2 separate regions of the Sus scrofa genome follow, and region 1 is linked to region 2. A link is a contact called in public promoter capture Hi-C data. All regions are on one chromosome and are shown on one strand. The core of a region is the stretch at or near the end of the contact, and the rest is flanking DNA. Distances in the headings are between cores, read along the strand shown.

What was found. Promoter capture Hi-C pulls out the DNA fragments that hold promoters and counts their contacts.
Region 1: a contact with region 2 is called in a promoter capture Hi-C map of liver, with 11 times the contacts expected there. The contact joins the promoter of MAP2K3 here to the promoter of UBB in region 2. A contact is called at or near these places in 2 of 5 promoter capture datasets (fetal liver and liver) and 1 of 47 Hi-C or Micro-C datasets (liver).

Annotation. Positions count from the first base shown.
Region 1 is chr12:61,394,755-61,398,615 of Sscrofa11.1, forward strand. It overlaps MAP2K3 (dual specificity mitogen-activated protein kinase kinase 3), which reads left to right and starts at 1,583. Exons shown (of 12, transcript XM_021068056.1): 1 at 1,583-1,818. The coding sequence starts at 1,770.
Region 2 is chr12:59,170,812-59,174,437 of Sscrofa11.1, forward strand. UBB (ubiquitin B) reads right to left here and starts at 2,030. Exons shown (of 2, transcript NM_001105309.1): 1 at 1,951-2,030; 2 at 478-1,289. The coding sequence starts at 1,283. The coding sequence ends at 594. All of the region lies in intron 2 of LOC102164714 (a long non-coding RNA gene), which reads left to right.

The DNA.
Region 1 (3,861 bases), core at 333-2,832, 2.2 Mb after region 2:
GCCAGGCAGGGTGGGTAGTGGCATGTTCAAGGGGCAGCACTGAGACCCTTGCACATGGCACAGGCAGAGCAAAGCGGTGGGGGGTACCATGGGAGGAGCAGAAGTCCTAGCGGCCACTGGGGGCCTGAACCAAGAAAACCAGCAGGAGCAGGCCTGCAGTCCCAGGAAGAAGGTAGCTGCTGCCAGTGCCTGTTTCCCAGATGGATAAGCAGCAGGTCCTGAGGCCACATGACCCATTTGGGACAGAGTGCTCTGGGCAGCTCCAGACACCCAGGAGTGGTGAGCGCTTCCTGTAGGAGGTGTCCACAGTGTGTTTACAAACATCTCTTGGGCACCTAGTGAGTTCCAGGCCTGAAGCCAGGCACTTCCAAGGTGGCGGTCATGGACTAATTTCAGAGAGGCCTCGTTGTCCCCATGGGACAGGGCTGTAAGCAGCAGTGTTGGCATTTGAACCCGTAGCCTGAGGAGTCCATAGCTCATGCCTTTCTGCCCACTGCCGGGAAAGATGAGCCAGAGACACAGGAGGAAATAATGATAATTAGTAGGCCTCCCCTTATCTCATCTGACTGTGTGGGTGGGCCCCGAGGGTCACCTCTGTCTTAAAAGCAGGAAGGCTCCACGCCTTTCTAGCAGGTGGTGGAATCTGCTTCCCTCACGTGAGATGCCTGGCAGGTCACACGCTCATACCTGCCTGAAGCCAGGGGCTGACCCTGTGACCTTTGCCAGGCCGGCTATCCAAGTCCTGGTCCCAGTTTGCCAGCTTGGTCAGTGGCTCCTGAAATCCCAAGCTCCCACGTGGGAGCAGAAAGGGCACCGGCCCGACTGGACATTATACAGATGAGCAGACTGAGGCCTCGAGAGGAGGAGGGACGGAATCAAGGGCGTGGGAGAGAGCCAGGACTAGACCTTGGCTGAAATGCTTTGAGATGCCGTCTTACTCGCTAAGGCTGTTTCCGCACGTGTAGAACCGGGCGGGGGCAGGGGACACAGCCCTCAGAGCTACCGACGTTTGCTGACTTCTCCCCAGGTACCACCAAGCCGGCCTTTGTGTCCCCAGCCGTTGCTGAATACGGAATAAACATGCGCACGCCGGGCATTCAGTCAACAAACACCTCTTGCGTGTCGGTGGAAGCCAGGGTCTCTTCCCACCAGCAGCGCCGGGAGGCGGGGACGCGAAAACAGGCTCGGGTGGCCTGACTTGCCCAGGTCAGCCCCGCTATGAAGTAGTCGAATCGGGATCTGACCCCAGCTTCACCCCCGGGGCGCACTTCGAGCCCACCGGCGGCACCCGCCTTCCTGCTCCCCAGGGCCTCCGCCAGGCCGCCGGGGACACCCGGTCGCTGCGCACACTGCGGGGCTCGAGTCCGGGTGGGCGGGGCTTGCGCCTGGTCGGCGGGGGTGCGGAGCCTGACTGGTTTCCAGGTGGCAGGCGGGCTTGACAGGCGGTGGGAGGAGCCACATCCCCGGCCAACGGAGGGCGAGGCTTGAGCTTGACGGGCAGCCCCGGGCCCGCGTTTGATAGGCAGGGGCCGGGCCCCGGAGACCGGAGGACCAATGGGGGTGCGGGGCGGGGCTTGCGTCGGCGCCGTCCGGCCGGGGCCCCAGTCGCGCTGCCCAGTCTGGCCCCGCCGCCGCCTGCCGCGGTCGCGTCCTCGCCGCCGCCCTGGCCGCCGCCCGGGCCGCCCGCCCGCAGCCATGAGCGCGTTCCGCTCGGGCCCAGCCCGTCGCCCCCTGGACTAATCCCGCTGCCGCCCCGACCCGCCTGCACCATGGAGTCGCCCGCCGCGAGTCCTCCCGCCGGCGTGCCCCCGCCCAAAGGTAGGAGCGCCTGGACTGCAGACGCGAGTCTTGCGCGGTCCTCTGGCCCGGCCTCGAACCTCTCGCTCTTCGGTCCCGCGCCCATCCTGGGACCTCGACTGGGTCCCATTTTAGGCTTTGGGGCTGCACCCAGGCCCAAACTCAGGCGGGGGTCTGGTCCTGATCACCCCGCTCCGGGTCAGGAACGTCCATCTGACCTCCCGGTTTGGGCCTTAACTGCACCCTGGACAGGAACTCTCCCAATCCGGGTCCCTCAGCTGGACCGAGGTGGGAGTCACTCTGAGCCCGCGCCCAGCCCGCTTCCACTTCTGGATACCGGGGTTGCATCCAGGCTGGGATTTAACTGGCTCCACGTCTGGGCCCCAGCGGTGCCCCCTGCTGGGGATCTCCCGTGTGGGTGCCCTGGCTAGGCTCCAGCTCAGAACTCCCCGTCTCCCCCCCAACCCCCACCGCGCTCCATCCTCCTAGGCTCCACATTGTGCGCTCCCTGGCCTGCCTGCATCCCGCCCTGCAGCCCTGTCTCCCTGGGAACCTCCCTGAGCCTCCCACCTGGCTCTGCTGCACAGCCCCCTCTCATGGGCTCGCCTTGTCCCGAGTTGCAGCCTCCTCTGCACCAGGGAGCTCACCCTCTCCTGCGCATGTCTCCAGGGTTGATTGGTCCCAGGTCTGTCCCGCTGCCTGTGGGTCCTGGGCCACTGCCAGGCCGGGTGCTGGCTGTGCAATGGGCTTGCTCTTGTCTTCTCCAAGTAGCCGGCCTTCCTGGAAATTTTTGTGAGGTGGCGGCTGCGGCGGCCGGATTTGTCATGCAGAGGGGGAGGACGAGACTTGGAGGGCAAAAGGGGGATTTTTTTGGCAGGGAGAGGCAAGGATGTTTTGGCCTGTCGGAGTCTTGGCGGGCTGGGCTGCGTGAGACGTTTCCAAACCGGACACAGCCCTGATGAATGGGCTGCCCCCCCAGCCTGCTGCCTCATCCCAGCGGCAGGAGCGTCTCTGGGCCCCGGTGTCCTTATCACACCTGCTTCCGTGGACTGTGGACTCTGGGCATGAGACGGTGAACCCTGAAGAGTTTTAGGCCAGTGTGGGTGATGAGGCGAAGGGCTCGCGTGGTCACAGTTTTTCTAGCTGGAAAGGCCTCAGCCATGTGGGATCAAGGCTTTGCCTCTGTTTGGATTGTAGCTGCAGAGTGAGGGGGAGAAAGGCAACAGCTGGAGCTCAGCGGCCCGCATCAGGGGTTGTCCCTGCTTCTCTTTTTCTGGGTGTGTGTGTGTGGGGGGCAGGCAGCTGGAGGGCTTGTGGGGTCCTGGCGAGGGTGTGGGTCCTTGCCTGCCCCTGCTCCTGGCGGCTGCGGTGGCTGTGGGCCGGAGCCCAGCCGGCCGGGTGGGCAGGGTAATTACGTCTTACCTAAGTGGGAGGCCGGATCCCTGACCATTGCCCAACCGCTGTGAGTAACCCAGGAGGCACTCGAGGGGGAGATGGCTGGGGAGGGATGTGCCCTGTGCAGACCTCGTGGAGCTCAGGAACTGGGAAATCGGGCACTTCTCTTCCCCAGCTCCAGGTCGAGGCCTGGCCTGGCCAGGGCTGTGAGATCCGGGGCAGGTCCACGCATCACTCTGGGCCACAGTGTCTTTCAGGGGCAGAGAGAAGACGATGGAAGCCGTGTTTGTTTGTGACGGTCCTTCCAGGTGGGGAAACCCTCGTCGAAGTAAAAATTGCAGGTTGCATAGTTACGGAGGGAGAGGGCTCGTGTGTGTGAAGGGATAAAGCACTTTTGGCAGACGCGCGTGCTGTGTGACCTGAGCTGAGGTGCCGCCCTCTCTGAGCCTCTGCAGAGAGGGGACCAGGCTGGATTTTAGTGTGGGAGTCCAGGTAACAGATGCTGTTGGGTGGGTTGGATGGAGGGTCGGGCCTCCCCAAGGCCCAGGGACCTCGTCAGCCTCTTTGGGGTCCGGGGCGAAATGTAGTGGGGAAGCCACCGTGCCGCTCACCCAGGCCCCGAGAGCTCCCACACACCCGCGTTCCCATGAGCCAGGTGCTGCGCCATCA
Region 2 (3,626 bases), core at 780-3,279:
AGCCTGTTAACTAGGGCTCCACTTGATTCTCCTATCAGTTCATATAAGCAAGGTTCTATTTCATTTCCTACCATTCAACACTTAACTGTAATGCCCTAAAGAGGAAACAAAAAGCTAACAGCCAAATAATCATCTTAAGACTTGAAAACAATTGAGAAGCCTTAACCAAAAATACTCTAGAAGTCTTAATTAGGTTACTATTTGAGAAACAGGCAAGTATGCTTTCCCTCAATATGCCTTCATACTCCAAAAATTTTAAATGGCTCACACTTGGAAATAGCTTTAATTACAGTAGAATCTTACCTGACTTGTAAAAAACCCTGGACAAAGGACACAGTTCGTACGCAGTGTTTAACCAAAGTCAAATGACTTAATTATGGTCACATGGACAATCTCAAAGTTGTTAGGAGCCTCTACCACTACATAATTTCCGAACAGACAACAAATACACTACCATGCAACAAAACCTTTATTAACATTTTGGACAGGTTCAGCTATTACTGAAACTGGTAATTTCTAAACTTAAATTGGGGCAAATGGCTAGAGTGCAGAGTAATGCCATCAGTGGGCATTATGAATGCAAGACTGGAGAATTAGCAGCCACCCCTCAGACGGAGGACCAGATGGAGAGTGGACTCTTTCTGGATGTTGTAATCAGAAAGAGTGCGGCCATCTTCCAGCTGCTTGCCTGCAAAGATGAGCCTCTGCTGGTCAGGGGGAATGCCTTCCTTATCCTGGATCTTGGCCTTCACATTCTCGATGGTGTCACTGGGCTCCACCTCCAGGGTGATGGTCTTGCCGGTCAAGGTCTTCACGAAGATCTGCATACCACCCCTCAGACGCAGAACCAGATGGAGAGTGGACTCTTTCTGGATGTTGTAATCAGAAAGAGTGCGGCCATCTTCCAGCTGCTTGCCTGCAAAGATGAGCCTCTGCTGGTCGGGGGGAATGCCTTCCTTATCCTGGATCTTGGCCTTCACATTCTCGATGGTGTCACTGGGCTCCACCTCCAGGGTGATGGTCTTGCCGGTCAAGGTCTTCACGAAGATCTGCATACCACCCCTCAGACGCAGAACCAGATGGAGGGTGGACTCTTTCTGGATGTTGTAATCAGAAAGAGTGCGGCCATCCTCCAGCTGCTTGCCTGCAAAGATGAGCCTCTGCTGGTCGGGGGGAATGCCCTCCTTATCCTGGATCTTGGCCTTCACATTCTCGATGGTGTCACTGGGCTCCACCTCCAGGGTGATGGTCTTGCCGGTCAGGGTCTTCACGAAGATCTGCATTTTGACCTATAGAGTTCAAGAAAACGTACTGTATCACCTCACGATGTTTCACTATTCGTATCTAACCAGTTCTTTGGAACGACCTATTACTCCAAAATGCCTTGAAGAGATTAAGGTCCCTCACAAACCTCCCCCGATTTTGACTAGACTACGCGAGAATGAAGCCACCGAACACACGATTCCTTAGTCAAGATGTCAATCAAAGCAGGGTGGAGAATAATCGCAACTGCTTGCCCAGACCAGGATCCAAATCTTTCTCAACTGCTCCAGATACTTCGTTAGGTTCGCCGCCGCCAGCCCCCAACGTCCCCCTAACCTAATGACGGTAGCATTGAAATTCCCGTTGGGAGGTGGGTGCGACACCCTCTCCACGTCAGGATTCGGAACAAGGTTTCCAGAAGCCCGGCTATACTACCTCTTTCCCACCTTCCCCCCTGGGGCAGACACGATGGAATCTCCCTCGCTTAAGTGTCCGTTGACCTCTGCGGGCGCCCGCGCCAAGCGCCCCCGCGCCCCACACGTAAACAAGGCCCGCTCTTCCGCAAAGGCCGGCGCCGCGTCAGCGCGCCTCCCCTCCCCCACCCCGCCCCGCCTGAGACCCGCCGGGTCGCCCGCCCCGGGAACCCCTCTCCACTGCTCCCCACGCTCACGGGCGAAGGCTCAGTACCTGTGAGTGAAGGCACAGACGCTGTGAAGCCAATCACACCGAATCACCTCGACCGCAACAGCGAAACCGCCAACAATGCCAGTCGCTTCTGAACGCTGCGGCTCGGCGGGGCCGAAATTTATGCAACGTCTGTTGCGTCACTCATCACGCTTGCGTAGGCGCCGTATCCGTGCGCTGCTGAAAGTAGTTCCCTCGGCCTCACCTCCGCGACGCAGCGAGGCCCCTCAGCGGAGCCCTGAATTCCTCAAACCGGAAGAAAGGATCCTAAAAAATTCAGCTCTCCTCTCTTCCAGGTTGTTCTGCTCCTCCTTTAGGAAAAGGTAGGGAAATGATCAGGCGGATGAATTCGAGTTAAGGGGATCTTCCTCGAAAGCTCTGGAAACTTCCTTGCTGCGCCGGTGCTGATTGGTGAGGCGTGGGAGGCGAGGCCGGCGCTGATTGGTGGCTCGGCTGTTGCTGGGCTCCCTCCGGGGTGGTTCAGCGCCGACGTTGCTAAGTAACTGAGTGCGCGTGCGCGGCAGAGGCGCGCCTTCGCCGGAGACGCGTACTTCCGGCGGGAGGGGGAGGAGGGGTGCTTTGCTCCCGCCACGGAGGCCCGGACCCCTCCAATATTGTTTTCGGCGAGGAGACCGCCGGCTCTGCGGCGACTTATCGAGAAAGCCACCCGGCCCGGTCAAGAGAGGTCCACGACCTGGGCGGTGATGTCTGCCCTAAAACACAAGCCTCCGCATCACACAGGCTGGTTTTTAGTTGTCTGTAGAGCAGCGTTGTTGCGCTTTAGTCACGCTTTACTGTTAGGATGCTCCGGCCTTGTCTGGGACGACGAAATCTAGACATCGTTGATGGGACACGCTGCCGGGCCCGGGGTCTGCCCGCACCGCGGAGGACCCCCCTCCCCACGTCCCTTCCGCGGAGGGTCTCCCCTCCCCCACGTCCCTTCCGCGGAGGGCCTCCCCTCCCCCACGTCCCTTCCGCGGAGGGTCTCCCTTCCCCCACCGCGGAGTCCCCGGTTCTCCCATCCCCCCAACTCGCGGGCCCTGGCCCGCTCCCCGCGCCAGGTGACCCTGTGGCTCCGGCCAAACCCGCACATCCCCTCCCTCGCTGCTGTTCAGCCTGGTAGGGAGAGAAATATGTGGATTAGGGGCCTGAAAACCCACTTGAAGAGGCAGCATTCGGGTACAAGAAATAACCAGTCTCTTTAGCGTTCCGTTACTGTGTTGGTTGTGCAAGCGACGTTAAAGGGGCGTGTTTCCCTGCGCCCCGGGTGTGGCCGCCGGTCGGCAAGGAAGGTGAGTAAGGCAGGCGTGTTTGGACCGTGAGCCCTGCAGCCCCGCGTCTGAGTCATGCAGGTGGGGTGTAAATAAACATGCCCATGGCTGTTTGTCACGTGACATCCGCCTTCCTAAGAGGTGGTCTGAAGATGTGCTCAGTAGTACGAACTAGCTAGACACCACTGCAGAAGGTCGTTAGTCAGGAAAGGACAGCATTCTTTTTTAATGACTCTACCCAGTCTCCGATGTCAGGACAAATACTGAAGAGTGCTGCCTGGGAATGTTTATTTTTTTGGGAGCTGCTGGCTCTTGGCAATCACAAAGAGAAACTATGCCCCCCAGTTCCAATCAGCGTCTCTGTTCACGTTGCTGCTGTGGTCACTGTTAACAGATTTAATAAGTTCC